2 separate regions of the Sus scrofa genome follow, and region 1 is linked to region 2. A link is a contact called in public HiChIP or PLAC-seq data. All regions are on one chromosome and are shown on one strand. Each heading gives the region's core, a stretch centred on a gene start, on an enhancer-like site or on the middle of the called end of the contact. The rest is flanking DNA. Distances are from core to core; before and after follow the strand shown. Region 1 overlaps MTMR3 (myotubularin-related protein 3). Region 2 holds the start of MTMR3 (myotubularin-related protein 3).

Region 1 (6,390 bases), core at 218-2,717, 110 kb before region 2:
ATATTGCTAGATTTCCTTAAGAAATTCTCCTTTCGGAATTCTCATGTCTCCACTGATTCAATATTAGATATGCTGTAGTATCTCACTTTATTTTAAATATTAGGGTCATAAGTTTTGTTTGGCTTTATGTTTCCTTTTCAGTCCTTCCTGTGTGCCTCCCCCAACCCTAAATGAGGATTTGTTCCCTTCTAACACTGTATTTCTTTTGCTTTTTCTTCTTTCTACTGCCACACCTGAAGCATATGGAAGTTCCTGGGCCAGGGGTCAAATTGAAGCCGTAACTGTGGCCTACGCCAGAGCAACACCAGATGCAAGTTGCATCTCCAACCTATACGGCAGCTTGTGGCAACACCAGATTCTTAACCCACTGAGTAAGGCCAGGGATCGAACCCACATCCTCACAGACAATGTCAGATCCTTAACCTATTGAGCTACAGTGGGAACTCCAACATTGTGATTCTTATACTACAAATACAAACACAGTCCAGCAATTCTTATTTCAATGGGAATGAAAGCTCTAAAGAAATAAGTCGCTCTATCATAACCACAGTGTCAATCAGCAATCTAAAATAATTCTGCCCCCAAAAGTCCAGCTCACTGGGTTGTTCTGAGTATTCAAGCCTTCAGTTATATACAGCTTAAAGGCCTCAGATTGAAGAGCCAGGCCCTTAACCAGGATGTGAAGAAAGATAGTACCAAAGAAGGTGAGAAGTAGCTCTCCCAGATTTTCAAATACAGAGAAGAATCATTCTTTTCTATGAACAAAGGTCCCAGTGCAGTCATCTAGATGTATATTTACTGGACTGCATTCAAACTCACAAAACAGACTCTGTGGCAAGGGCCTTTACTTTATACTAAACAGGCAGCTGCACAACAGTATAAGACCCAGAGTCATATGCTCTTCATGGTTAAGCAAGATGTGTTTACTGGGCATGTCACAGGAGAAGTGGGTCTGAACCTCTCTAAACTAGTAACTGAATTTCCCAGTTATCAGTCAGACCTCCAAATTAATGCTTAAGTACAGACCAATCACCAAGAAATCAGCTAAAATGAGAAGGACGCCGAGCATATAGGAGAGAAGCTTTAAGCTTTAGTCCATTCTTTTTAAGAGTTTGAGAGAAAGATAAAAGAGTCAACAGTTTAACAATAACTCCAACAACAATGTAGAAACTTCTTTCAAAGGAGATTAAGACCAAGAGCTATGACCACAGTATGGTTGGCTTAACTATGACAGGGTCAACAGCCAGAAACTAAGATTTACATGAATACAAGATAATGATGTAATTTTCCCATTTTCCCCCTCTCTGACACATTCTGCTCTCAACAGGCTAGGCAGAAAAGAATCCATAAAAGGTTTCATTAAATTCTGAAAGACTAAATGAACTTCCACCCATGAGAGTCTATGCTTATGATCTCATGTGTTGAGGCAGATTATACAACAGTATGACTTTGAAATATCTCAAGTGCTGTCTCACCGAAAGATGATTTGTAAGAATGTGGTTGTCTGGCCTGCTCATTATTGGTGAGTAACGCTGTAGCCGCCACCAACACTCAACAATATTGGGTGGAGACAGAAGAACCAGGTTGACTTGCTTTCAAAATGCCACCACAGTATTTTTTAAGAATGTTTTCCTTTGTACTCCATAGTGAAAATACATAAAAGGCAAAAGCTGTACATATACACACTCCCAAACCAAGTCACTGAAGTACAATAAGAGTGAATGTGAGTTGTACCAGGTTAAATTCAGTGTGGTATATATATTGAAAAGAAACAAAATACAACCTTTACTCAGAGTAAGTTCTAATCAGTTACAATGACATCATCTTGTATGTTCATAATTTCCAAAATGAATGTTCACAAGCATGGCACATAGAAGGCACTGAAACATTTATGAGTTAAACTCTCCAGCATTAACAGATTTGATCTTCAAGATACCCACATCAGCTTGGGCAGGAAGAACAAAAATATTCCACTCTGAAGATCAAAAAAAACTAAAGTACAGGGAGGATAAATGCCTTGTCCAGGAATATTTTCAATTAAATGGCAATATACAAATTTGAATTCAGGTTTTCCAGTTCCTAGATCAGTATTTTACACCCCAAATGCTTCCATCCATCACAAATCCATGAAAAGACAGGAAACTATGGATATCTGTGTGTCTTGGTAAAATACCAGATATCTTTAAGAAGGGAAAGGTCTGGGGACCAAAGTTATCTCAGCTCAGGACAAAGCCATCTATAATTAATCGATAGGAGTTAAATTCTGACCCGGCACACATCTTAGGAACATCCTAAGAGTTGGCTCAAATCCTAAAAGAAACTAAAAGTATCAAGGAAATAAGGAATCATCTAAAGAGATGAGGAATTTCAGTCTGAATTTTCAGTGGTTGTGGGAGTTAACAGGTAAGGAGAAATTCAAGCCTTAACTAAACACTAGCAACCCTAAACTAGTGAACACCTTTTGGAGTTAAAAGTCTTAAACAAATCAAAGTTCCCAAATAACATATGTTAAGACAGCAAAATACAGTCGCTAACTTCATTATCCTAGAAAATGGGAGAAACTAAAAATCTAATAAATAAGATGTTCATGGTTAAAAATTCAGCAAATATGCTTGTAAGATTTGTGCATTTCATTGTACGTAAATATTACTTTTTTATACACTCAAAAAACTTGAAAAGAGCTATAAACAAGCAAAAAACAGTGGTATCTCATACAAAAAAGGAAAAAGAAAGATTCAATGGGTGACTGAAGTGAGGAACAGTTTAGACACATTCTCATCACCTTCCAAGGTTGGCATGGATGACTCCTGTGAACAACTGTGGGTTCCACCAGCCAATCAGGCTTGTGGGAAGCTTGAATTCCTGACTTTCCCTAAGGATCCAGAAGGGCCAGGTACCTCTGTTTTCCATCTCTGTATCCACAGCACCCCACTCAGTCAGCTCCCAACAGCTGAGAATGGGGTTTAAATCCTGGCTTTGTCACTGCCTAGCAGTGAGACTTGGCAAAAAACCTTTACCTTTGAGTCTCCATTTCTTTGGCTCCCAAAATAGAAACACCAGCCTATCGTGCCTGTTTGACAAGGTCATGAGGGTCCAACAAAAGTATGTATTAAAGCATCTTTAAAAATATGCTGTGTAATGTTTGCTATATTTTAATTAAATATATGAACCAAAAAGCTTCAATCAGGAATGGAGCCAGGAAACAAAATGATACAAAAGTAGCTAGATTAGCCTTCAGCATTTAAAATAACCCACAGCAGAACTGTTAAGACTAAAGGTTCAGGACTGAAAATTGAGGATAAAGGAAAAAGTCCCCAGAGTAAACTTTATTGGAAGGAAGCTCACAATGTTTCACTGTTTAGGAATTCAAGATGCTGCTTCCAAGCCGGACACATTCAAGATTCACTGCTGGACCAGCAAAGCTCTATTTATGGCAGCATAAGATTTATAGAAACTACACAGAGAAAAACAATATGAACTTAGTCAAAGCCATTTTTAAGGGAGCAAGAAAGTGAGTGTGACAAGGATTTCAGGAGGAGTCAGGAAGCCTGGGCTCCAATATAGGCTCAACCTCTTTATTTGTCCTGAGGAAAGTCACTTGGCCTCTCGACCTCTGTTTCATCATCTATGAGATGAAAGGGGTGGAAAAAAGGTAATCTATGACTTGAAAATTCAAAGATAGAAAGGCCATATTGTAATCCATTATTCTGTGGTCTAACCTCACACATCTGTACCTTTATTCATGCTACTTGCTCTGTCTAAAGTCCTTTTCCCCATTCTGTAATCAGTGAACTCATACTCAACCTTCCAGGCCTACTCAAGAGCCACCTCCTAAGCTGAAGTTTTCACAAACATGTATACAACGCTTGTGGCTTCCTTCCACTGGGCTTCTGTAACACCCATCAAACCGTATTCTAGTTGTTTTTAGTCAGGCCCACTAAATTGAGATGCCAAGTCTAGTGATTTTTCCTTCCCCTAAAAGTCAGGAACATCTTCTATTGAGCTTACAAAAACGATAGGCACATGCTAGGTGCTCCATAAAAAGTACATTACTTAAATACTTGAATACCTAGGAGTCCCATTTCACATTAAGGGTATCTCCTCAAGCAGTAATTTAATAAAGCCGCTGTTTGCACATTTTAGAGAGGCCTACCTGGTCTGCACAGGTCCCCATGTTGCTCTTTTTCACTGGCGTAGACTTCCATACACCAAGCATGGTATGCAAATGAGAAGAGATCTTCTATTTTAGCAGGTGGTCGGATTGCATTGTTCAGTCTCTTAAGCCACTCTTGACACTGCTCAAAGGTTGAGAACTGACACCTTTGTAAAGCCAAACAAGTAAAAATGTAATCAAAAGACAATTGAACAATGAAACCTAAAGGATGCCACCATTTCAAGAGTGCTTACTCACAGTGAGGTGATAACTACAGTCAAAAGAGCATTACAGGTGGCCTATTCATGATATATAATAACAACATGCCCCCCAAATTTTAGCCAATGGTGCGAAATGTCAAAAAAGAAGGCAGGACATATGGAAAAATTTTTTTAAAACTAACAAAATCTCTTCTGAGTTTGATGAATGACAACTAATACAGAAAAATGGCAGTCATTCTCTTCCAGGAATGGGGTTTTATTCTACTTCCTCCACCAAAGCTTAACAGTGGGCCTTCTCAAAAAATATGGGAGTTCCTGTCAGTGGTTAACAAACCCGACTAGTATCCATGAGGATGCAGGTTCGATCCCTGGCCTTGCTCAAGTGGATTAAGCATCCGGCATTGCTGTGAGCTGTGGTGTAGGTCACAGACACGGCTTGGATCCCGGGTTGCTGGGCTGTTGCGTAAGCCAGAAGCTACAGTTCCAATTTGACTCCTAGCTTGGGAACCTCCATATGCCGTGAGTGCGGCCCTAAAAAGACCCCCCCAATAAATAAATAAATTAATTAAATTAAAATATACATATATATATATGTATGTTTAAAGAAGTTGTTTTTTTCTTGGTATAACATATTATGCCAAGGTCAGAAATGGAGCACAGTACTACTTTTGGCCAATTGGGGAATAATTTCAAAATTTATCTTATGCAATTAGAATAAATCAGCAACTTCAGATCAAAAATAAGATACACTGAAATTTTCAGCTAAAACCATGTAGAGAACTAATTAATTCTATTATCAAGTGCAATTTTCCATATATCTAACTCAGTTAAAATAATTAGTGTAAAAAATACTCTATCTTTTCAAATGCAAAAATTGAATAATTAATAAGTAAGCTTTTTAAACTGATATAACCAGTATCTATCAAAAGCGAGCCAAATCTCAACAGCTAAAAAGCAACTTAAATATTTATCTTAAAACCTTGTCCCAATCAGTATGGCTCATCAATGTGCCCAGACACCATGGTTACTGGTACTCTAGAATAGGTCAAATAAACAAAGCAAACACTTGGGGAATTAAAAACTGCTAGAGCTACTAAGTTTAAAATACATTTTAGGCAGCACTTTTCATCCATTATAGTAAAGATGAGATCAGATAAAGTCAATATTGGAGAAATCTGATGAGAAGCAATACATTGTAGCATCTTAAAAGTGCCTCCCAGACTGTTTATTAATTGCAAGAGAGAAAATATAGAAATGACACACAAAACTGGTGACTCCTCGACAAGAGTGATCAAAATTAACATCACCAATAAGGAAGAGATGGACACTGTCTCCAGTTGTAATACAATATCCTAAGAAGGACACAACTCATATATACAGTACTCCCACTAAGAATGCACAACCTCAATTTAATCATGAGGAAACAATGGACATATAATAGGAAACACTGTTATAATAAAATATTTTTTTCTTCAAAATTGTGAATGTCAAAACACATAGAAAGGTGATAGAAAATGTTCCAGATTAAAGGCAGCTAGAGAATCATGGTAAATAAATATAACTATGTGACCTTGACTGGATCTTGTTCTCAATGAGGTGAGATGTTACAAAGGGCATTTTTAGGTCAACCAACAAAATTGGAACATGGATAGTAGATTGGATTATGATTATCAGTAGCATTATGAGTATAAAATTGTGAAGGTGACAATGATATCATGGTTATGTAAGAAAATATCCCTATTCTTAGGAAAGCATACTAAAGTATTCTGGGGCAAAGAGCCATGATTATATAACCTACTTCCAAATCACTCAGAAAAACAATTTCACATATTAACACACACACACACACACACACCCTGCAAACAATAAAGCAAATGTGGTACAATGTTCACAATACTAGTGCTTTTTACTATTTTTATTTTTGCACTTTTTTGTAAATTTAAAATTAAATCCAAATGAAAAATACCTTTCAAATAGCAAAGTAGCATAAAGATAAAATATTTCAGGGATTAATTA
Region 2 (6,753 bases), core at 4,091-6,590:
TCTATTTTTTAAGGCTTTTTTGGCCATCCCACAGCATGTGGAAGTTCTGTTCCAGGGCCAGGGATCGAACCCTCACCACAACAGTAACCAGAGCCACAGCAGTGGCAACACCAGATCCTTAACCAGCTGAGGCACCAGGGAATTCCTTTTAAATGCTTTTAAAAACTCACCACATTGATTTCATTACCCTATGACACTGCCACCTGTCATTTAGAAAATACTCCTAGAAGTTCCCATCATGCCTCAGCGATAACAAACCCAACTAGTATCCATGAGGAAAAAGGTTCAATTCCCTGGCTTTGCTCAGTGGGTTAAAGGATCTGGCATTGCCATGAGCTGTGGTGTAGGTCACAGACATGGCTCAGATCCCGCGTTGCTGTGGTGTCAGCCAGCAGTTACATCTCCAATTCTACCCCTAGCCCTAACCCTAGCCCAGAGGAGTGGAGGGGAAGGGAGAGAAGGGGGAACAGGAAGGGGGAGGGAGAGATGGGGGAGGGAGGGGAGAGAGGAGAAAGAAAAAGAAAGAAAACATAGCCCTAAAACTTTTACACAGAATGTGCGAAACTCCTTGACCCTACCACTTTTTACCACAGGTCTGACACAACAAAATGGGTGAAATCTAGCAAGTCTATTCCAAGTGCAAACCTTGGCACAAATGTGAAACATCCCTGAAGTTTCTCAAAACACTATCCTCTGAAGTTTCTCAAAACACCATTAGCAGACGGGATGCAGGTGCTTGCTGAAAGTTTTCTCCAAGCAGAACACAGAAGCAGCAATCTTCTCTGTTGCTTTATCAGTGAATTAGTAAATTCTGCATGTGACAGCACATAGCAGGTTTACCAGTGCTCCACAAGCTAAATCTTCCAGGAAAATAGCATTCTAAGACAAGAGGATTTCACTATCACCCCCTTATATTTTTAGATTGCTTTTCATATACACCACTCCATTTGATCCTCACTGATAGAGAAGCTGCTCTTCTTCCTTTTACCAATGAGGGAATTAAAACTCAGAGGCGTTATGTAGTTTGCCAGAAATGGCACAGCTAATGAGAAGCACAACTCAGACTTGAATTAAAGACTTACTGGTCATCCACTGCCATAAGAGTTTTCACTTTGAACATCTGATACAAACATGAACTTTAAAGGTATGTTAAAGTTCTAGATGTACAAGTGAAGATAAAAGCATGAAATTAAGATTAAAATAGAAATGAATGTTAATTTTGCTAGCCTCTAAAATTATTGGGAATCCTAGTTCGATCTGATACAGATCTGATCTCATACTTTGTCTTAAGTTCCACGGATTATAAAATTACATATAAGTTCACCATAGGAAATTACAGAATTGGGTGGTCTGTAAGAAACAACTGACCACATAAATTACACGAACTTCCCCCAAACCATTCTTAATCTTGTGGCTTCACACTAAATTATGAAGTTCCCTATGTGAAATCCGTTTTGATTTCAACACTAAGTGAATTACAACAGCATAAGCTTGTTGTTTCTGCATAATACTTGCAACATGCACTCAATTTCCAGAGTACTTTTAGACAGTGTCTAAAATCCATAAGCCAAAAGCAAACCCAAGACAAAATGTTCTCTCTTCGTTTTGCAGGGGTTTTTTTATGTTTTTTTAATTTTTTTGTCTTTTTTTTTTTTTTAGGACTGCACCTGAGGCATATGGAGGTTCCCAGGCTAGGGGTGGAATCAGAGCTGTAGACACCACAGCCACAGCAATGCGGGATCCGAGTCACATCTGCCACCTACACCACAGCTCACAGCAACACCAGATCCTTAACCCACTAAGCGAGGCCAGGGATCAATCCTGCGCCCTCACGGATACTAATCAGGCTCATTAACCACTGAGCCACAACGGGAACTCCTTGCGGGTTTTTTTTTAATCCAAGTTTCATCCACCTATATGAAATGAATACTAAATAACACAATTACAAATTATTAAAGATGTGCAAAATCAGGCTGGAGAATCTACTTGAGATCAATGAGCACAGGCCTTTAATTGTATACATACAAAAACTGAGGTCCAGAGAAGTGACATTCCCAACAACGGTCACATTGTTAAATTAGTGACACAGAATCTCTGCCAATCTACAGCTTCTCGTTATTCTAAATGCCTCTGCTTCTAATAAAATGTGCTCCTTAAAAAAAAAAAAAAAAAAAAATCACTAATACCTAAAAATATTAAGACACATTTAAGACCCTAAAACTAGAGGGTCTTTGTACACAGGCTAGTATCTTCAGAAAACAATCTCTTGATGAGATCTCAAGGTTCCAAACCAGAAGGACTAAAAAACTGACTCTTTAATCCAATGTGAGTTACCAAGTAGCTTTTAATAAGAAATGTTATCAAGCACTTTAACTGTCCTTTTTCCCATCTCAATACTATTCATTTACTCAACAAGTATCTGAGAACACCAGTATATGCTGGCAACTATGTTAGGCACTGGAGATACCAGGAACAAAACAGACATGGCCTCTGGCCTTAGCAGTGGACAACTGCTATTCTATGATTTGACAGGATATTTAGCAAACTCCTCCAACCATATGGTTGTACTCTATACAACCATAACATTTTCTTCCAACTATTCCAAACTTATAACAAACCACACTATACTCCCTCTGCAATATAAATACTTTCTTTAGTAACTCAGCATTCTGCTTTACCGTAGAAGGTGCTAACCAGAACTACAACAGATTTAAAAACTGACTTTACCACTCCTCATGGCCTTAGGCATATTTCAAGAACTTCTCACAATCCACAGTAAACCTTCCTGGTTCACAACCCTTGTTTCAAATGACTAATTTATCTGCCCTACCCTTACTTTACTAGAAACTTGAATCAGATGGTTTAGAGCAACCGTGATGTTGGGAAGCACCTTCATTAGACCTCTTTGTGGACCAGAAGTAGACTTACTGCCTCTTCCTCTCTGCTACTTTCCTCTGGAATCTTCAATGTATCTCTGGATATGCCTCTAATTTTATCAAGTTTGTTCCTAAAGACTTGCATAAATAACTTCTGGCAACAAATCTACTTGAGATCAAGTAGATCTCAAGTAGAAATCTCAAGTAGATTTCTGCTGCTGAAAATCCATTATATTTTCAGAGAAGCTCAATTTTTAGTTTTTTGTTGTTTTGGGTTTTTTTTTTTTTTTTTTTTTTTGCTTTTTAGGGCCGCACCCCACAGCATATGGAGGTTCCCAGCTATGGGTTGAACCAGAGCTACAGCTGCCAGCCTACACCACAGCCCACTGCAACGCCAGATCCTTAACCCACTGAACAAGGCCAGGGATCGAGCCTCCAACCTCATGGTTTCGTTTCTGCTGCACCACAATGGGAACTCCCAAGTTTTAGTTTTAAGGCTCTCAGGCTTCCCCCTCTTTGGTACCTCTCAAATTCTATGAACAATTTAAAACACTCTTCAGAGTTGTAACTAATGGGAATCTTTTGGAATACCAAAGGTGACCTAAAGCAGAAGTTCACAAACCTAGCTGACCAGAATCCATCAGGGATCTTTTAAGGATGGATTCCCACACCCTACCCTCAGAGATTTCAATTCACCAGGTGGTGTGTGAGGCCCAGGAATCAGCATTTCAGATAGCCCATACTATTTCTGACAACTGGTATTTAATTAGGTAACCAAAAAACCTGGCTTACAAGCTGGGAAGTACTTGGTTCTCCTATGGCGTGCCAATAACTAACTACAAGTGGGACTGCCCCAGTGTGCTGGTTACTCGAACTGTGGGCCAACTAAAAATGAGGGAGGTAATTAGAGCTGAAAGAAGCCTTCCCATGGAGCCAATCTAAAATTTCAGAACCCTCCAAATGTGGTTTAATACCACATACTACACTAGGTTTACTCAGAACAGTGTCATTCTCTAAGCTTTTCTGCCCACCCAAGTCACAGGCCTAAGAAGGGAAGACTTTCTGCATGCCACCAACACACACCTTCCTTACTTGATCTCCAAGGAAAACCAACTGGGTCTTGTCTTCTTGCCCTACTGAAACGGACATGAATCTGAATGGGGAAAGTCCCCAATACCTCTCTAGGTACAAATCACAAATATTTTACATTAAAAAAAAAAAAATCTCATGTAATTCAACCCAGGCTTCGATGGCCAAATTGAATCTCAACTGCAAGAGTATGCACGCTTTTCCCCGTTGTGAAAAAACACTGGCAGATAACAAAGTAGAAGTCAAGATACTAAAACACTTAAGAATTTAGGCCGCAGCCTTGAAGAGACACCTGAACATCATTACCTATCAGTTAATGCGCAAAACTCACCTGTGCAAAACTCACAGGTAAGATTATCAGGCCCCAGAGGAGTTTACGCAAGTGGCCGTAAAATTTATCCCATTATTTTGAGGTAAGTTATCCAGCCCAAAGTACAACCAACAACATTATCTTAGGGGTTCTGGGCAGCCCAATTCAATACACTTAGCCGCACGATTTCCACCCGAGCAATAAATAACTCTGTAATCTTTCGCGGCGCTATTTAACCAACATTGCTGCGCTCTCTTCAACCGCCTCCGAACCATCCTTCCCACCCAAGTACTACCAGGTCAGGAGGATGCCCTGCTGCAGTCGGCGGCCACTCCTCCTTCCCACAAGTCCCGGGCCGCTCCGCTCGCCCCGGGGGCTCCGTCGGCCCCCGACCTCCGGCCTCGCGCCACGGAGGACTCCCACACACTCGCTCCGGGGTGAGGGACGCACACTCACCTCCCAGAGGTCCGCGGCCATGTCCCCGGACGCTGCGGGGTAGCGCCTCACACCCCTAGCCCCATGGGCCGGTCCCCGCCAGGTCCAGGAAGGCCGCCCTGGCCGGACCCCGCCTCCCCCGCGCCGAACAGGGCCGCTGCGCTCCCACTGTCCGCGCCTCCCTCTGGCGGCAGCAGCCTCCGCCCCGGCCACCCCTCTCCGGGCCACGCACGCTGTCCTCAGCCCCTTCAGGGCCGCCGCCTCCTCAGAGGGTGACAGCCGCCGCGCCGGGGACCAGGCCGGCCCCTCCTCCAGCTCCTCCTCACCCCCGGAGGAGACGGGGGCGGGGGGCGGTGTAGGTTTCCTTACCGGGCAGCAGGACATGGCGAAGCTCGTCACGGCACGGCCTCCTCCGCCACCCCACAAGGCTCCCAGGCAGGGCCGGCGGGGGGCAGCGCCTGAGCCGCTGGAGCTCCTCGCCCGGATACTCCTCCGCCGCCGCCACCGCCTTCTCACAACCACAACAACATGGCGGCAGCGGCCACACAGAGCGCGCTCACGCCACCAAGCTGGTCGGCGAGCGAGGGCGCGCGCGCACGTTCAGGCCCTTAGCCGTCGGTCGGGGAAAAGAGGGCGGGCCATCACGGATTGGGCAGGGGCGGGGCCTGAGCCGGTGGTCACGCCCCAGGAGGCGGGAGGGGCTGCAAACCTGCAAAATGCTGGTGCTGGGCGAGGGCCTGGCAGAGGAGCCCACCTAAAGCAGAAACAGGTGAGGAGTGAAAGGAGAAGAAAACCGAAGGTGGTCCCACAGAGTTTGGGGAGTTATCTTTTCCTACCTATGTAGCCCCGGGCAAGACAATTCCTCAATCTACTTAGCCAGTAGAATCTATTCTACTGTACAACATACGTTTCACCTGTAGTTGTGGTGAGGCTGAAACTATTTTAATGTAATGCAAGTAAGTATGTGCGCTCAAGGTCATACTCAGAATACAATTTCAGGCTGCTTATACCAAGCTCAGCTGGAAGAATTGAGTTTTCAAACAAACTAACAAAAAAAAAAATTGTAATGATACCTTGTAGAATAATTCTACGTACTGAGACTGAATTACCTCCAGCCCTAACAGATTCACCTCATCAGAGTTGTATTTTATCATTATACCTTTGACTTTTCTGGAAAATGGTAGAAAGAACCTGTCAAATGAAATCTATCCTTGAATTTGTTTTTTTTTTGCTTTTTCCACAGACTCTCTGCAATTATTTGTTTTTTGTGTTTACTGCTCTCTATCCCATTCCAATGTAAAAGCTACTTGAAGATAAGGATCTTGTTTATTTTATTCATCACTTTATCTCCAACACCTAGAAATGCTCATAAGTAGTGTCATGAGTTCCTGATTAACTAATAGCTAATATTCACACAACTTATCTAACTGAATCTTCACAGCTTGAATAGATAATGTTATTATCACCATTTTACAGATGAAGAAACTGAAGCCCAGAATAAGCTGCACTAAAATTAGGAAAAAAAGAAATCAAACCCAAATCCAATTAGCAATAAAAAATATGCTCTCACCCAGGAGCTCCTGCTGTGACACAATAGGATCTGCGGCATTTTGGGAGTGCTAGAACATAGGTTCTATCCTTGGCCCAGCACAGTGGGTTAAGGATTAAGCATTGCCGCAGCTGTGGCATAGGTCACCACTGCGGCTCGGATCTGATCCCTGGCCTTGCCCGGTGGGTTAAGGATCTGGCGTTGCCATGAGCTGTGGTGTAGGTTGCAGACGCGGCTCAGATCTGGCATTGCTGTGGCTGTGGTGTAGGCCGGCAGCTGTAGCTCTGATTAGACCCCTAGCCTGGGAACCTCCATAGGCTGAGGGTGCAGCCCTAAAAAGACAAAAGACAAAAAAGAAGAAATTATGTTAGAGTTCAAGATTAGGCTTTGCTTTACTCTGTTGAATGAAAGTGCAAAAAATTGCACAACCTAAGTTGAGGATGATGTTTTGTGGAGCCAGAAAGTCAGCCTCTTCAATAGCTCTGAGGGATTGT

Evidence for each region. HiChIP or PLAC-seq counts read pairs in DNA pulled down with a chosen protein or histone mark.
Region 1: a contact with region 2 is called in an H3K27ac HiChIP or PLAC-seq map of alveolar macrophages. The contact joins the enhancer-like site here to the promoter of MTMR3 in region 2. A contact is called at or near these places in 2 of 5 promoter capture datasets (fetal liver and liver), 3 of 47 Hi-C or Micro-C datasets (embryonic fibroblasts, heart right ventricle and skeletal muscle) and 2 of 2 datasets of contacts at active chromatin or transcription factors (alveolar macrophages and skeletal muscle).

What each region holds. Positions count from the first base shown.
Region 1 is chr14:46,983,073-46,989,462 of Sscrofa11.1, reverse strand. It overlaps MTMR3 (myotubularin-related protein 3), which reads right to left. Exons shown (of 20, transcript XM_001926519.6): 7 at 4,154-4,320. Among named protein-coding and RNA genes, the nearest start is that of MTMR3, 110 kb to the right of the region's middle. Within about 2 kb of position 1,467, at least 4 of the 83 cell types and tissues checked have an H3K27ac peak or open chromatin away from gene starts, as enhancers often do. A contact at or near this core is called in alveolar macrophages, where this site is marked.
Region 2 is chr14:46,873,564-46,880,316 of Sscrofa11.1, reverse strand. MTMR3 (myotubularin-related protein 3) reads right to left here and starts at 5,340. Exons shown (of 20, transcript XM_001926519.6): 1 at 5,080-5,340.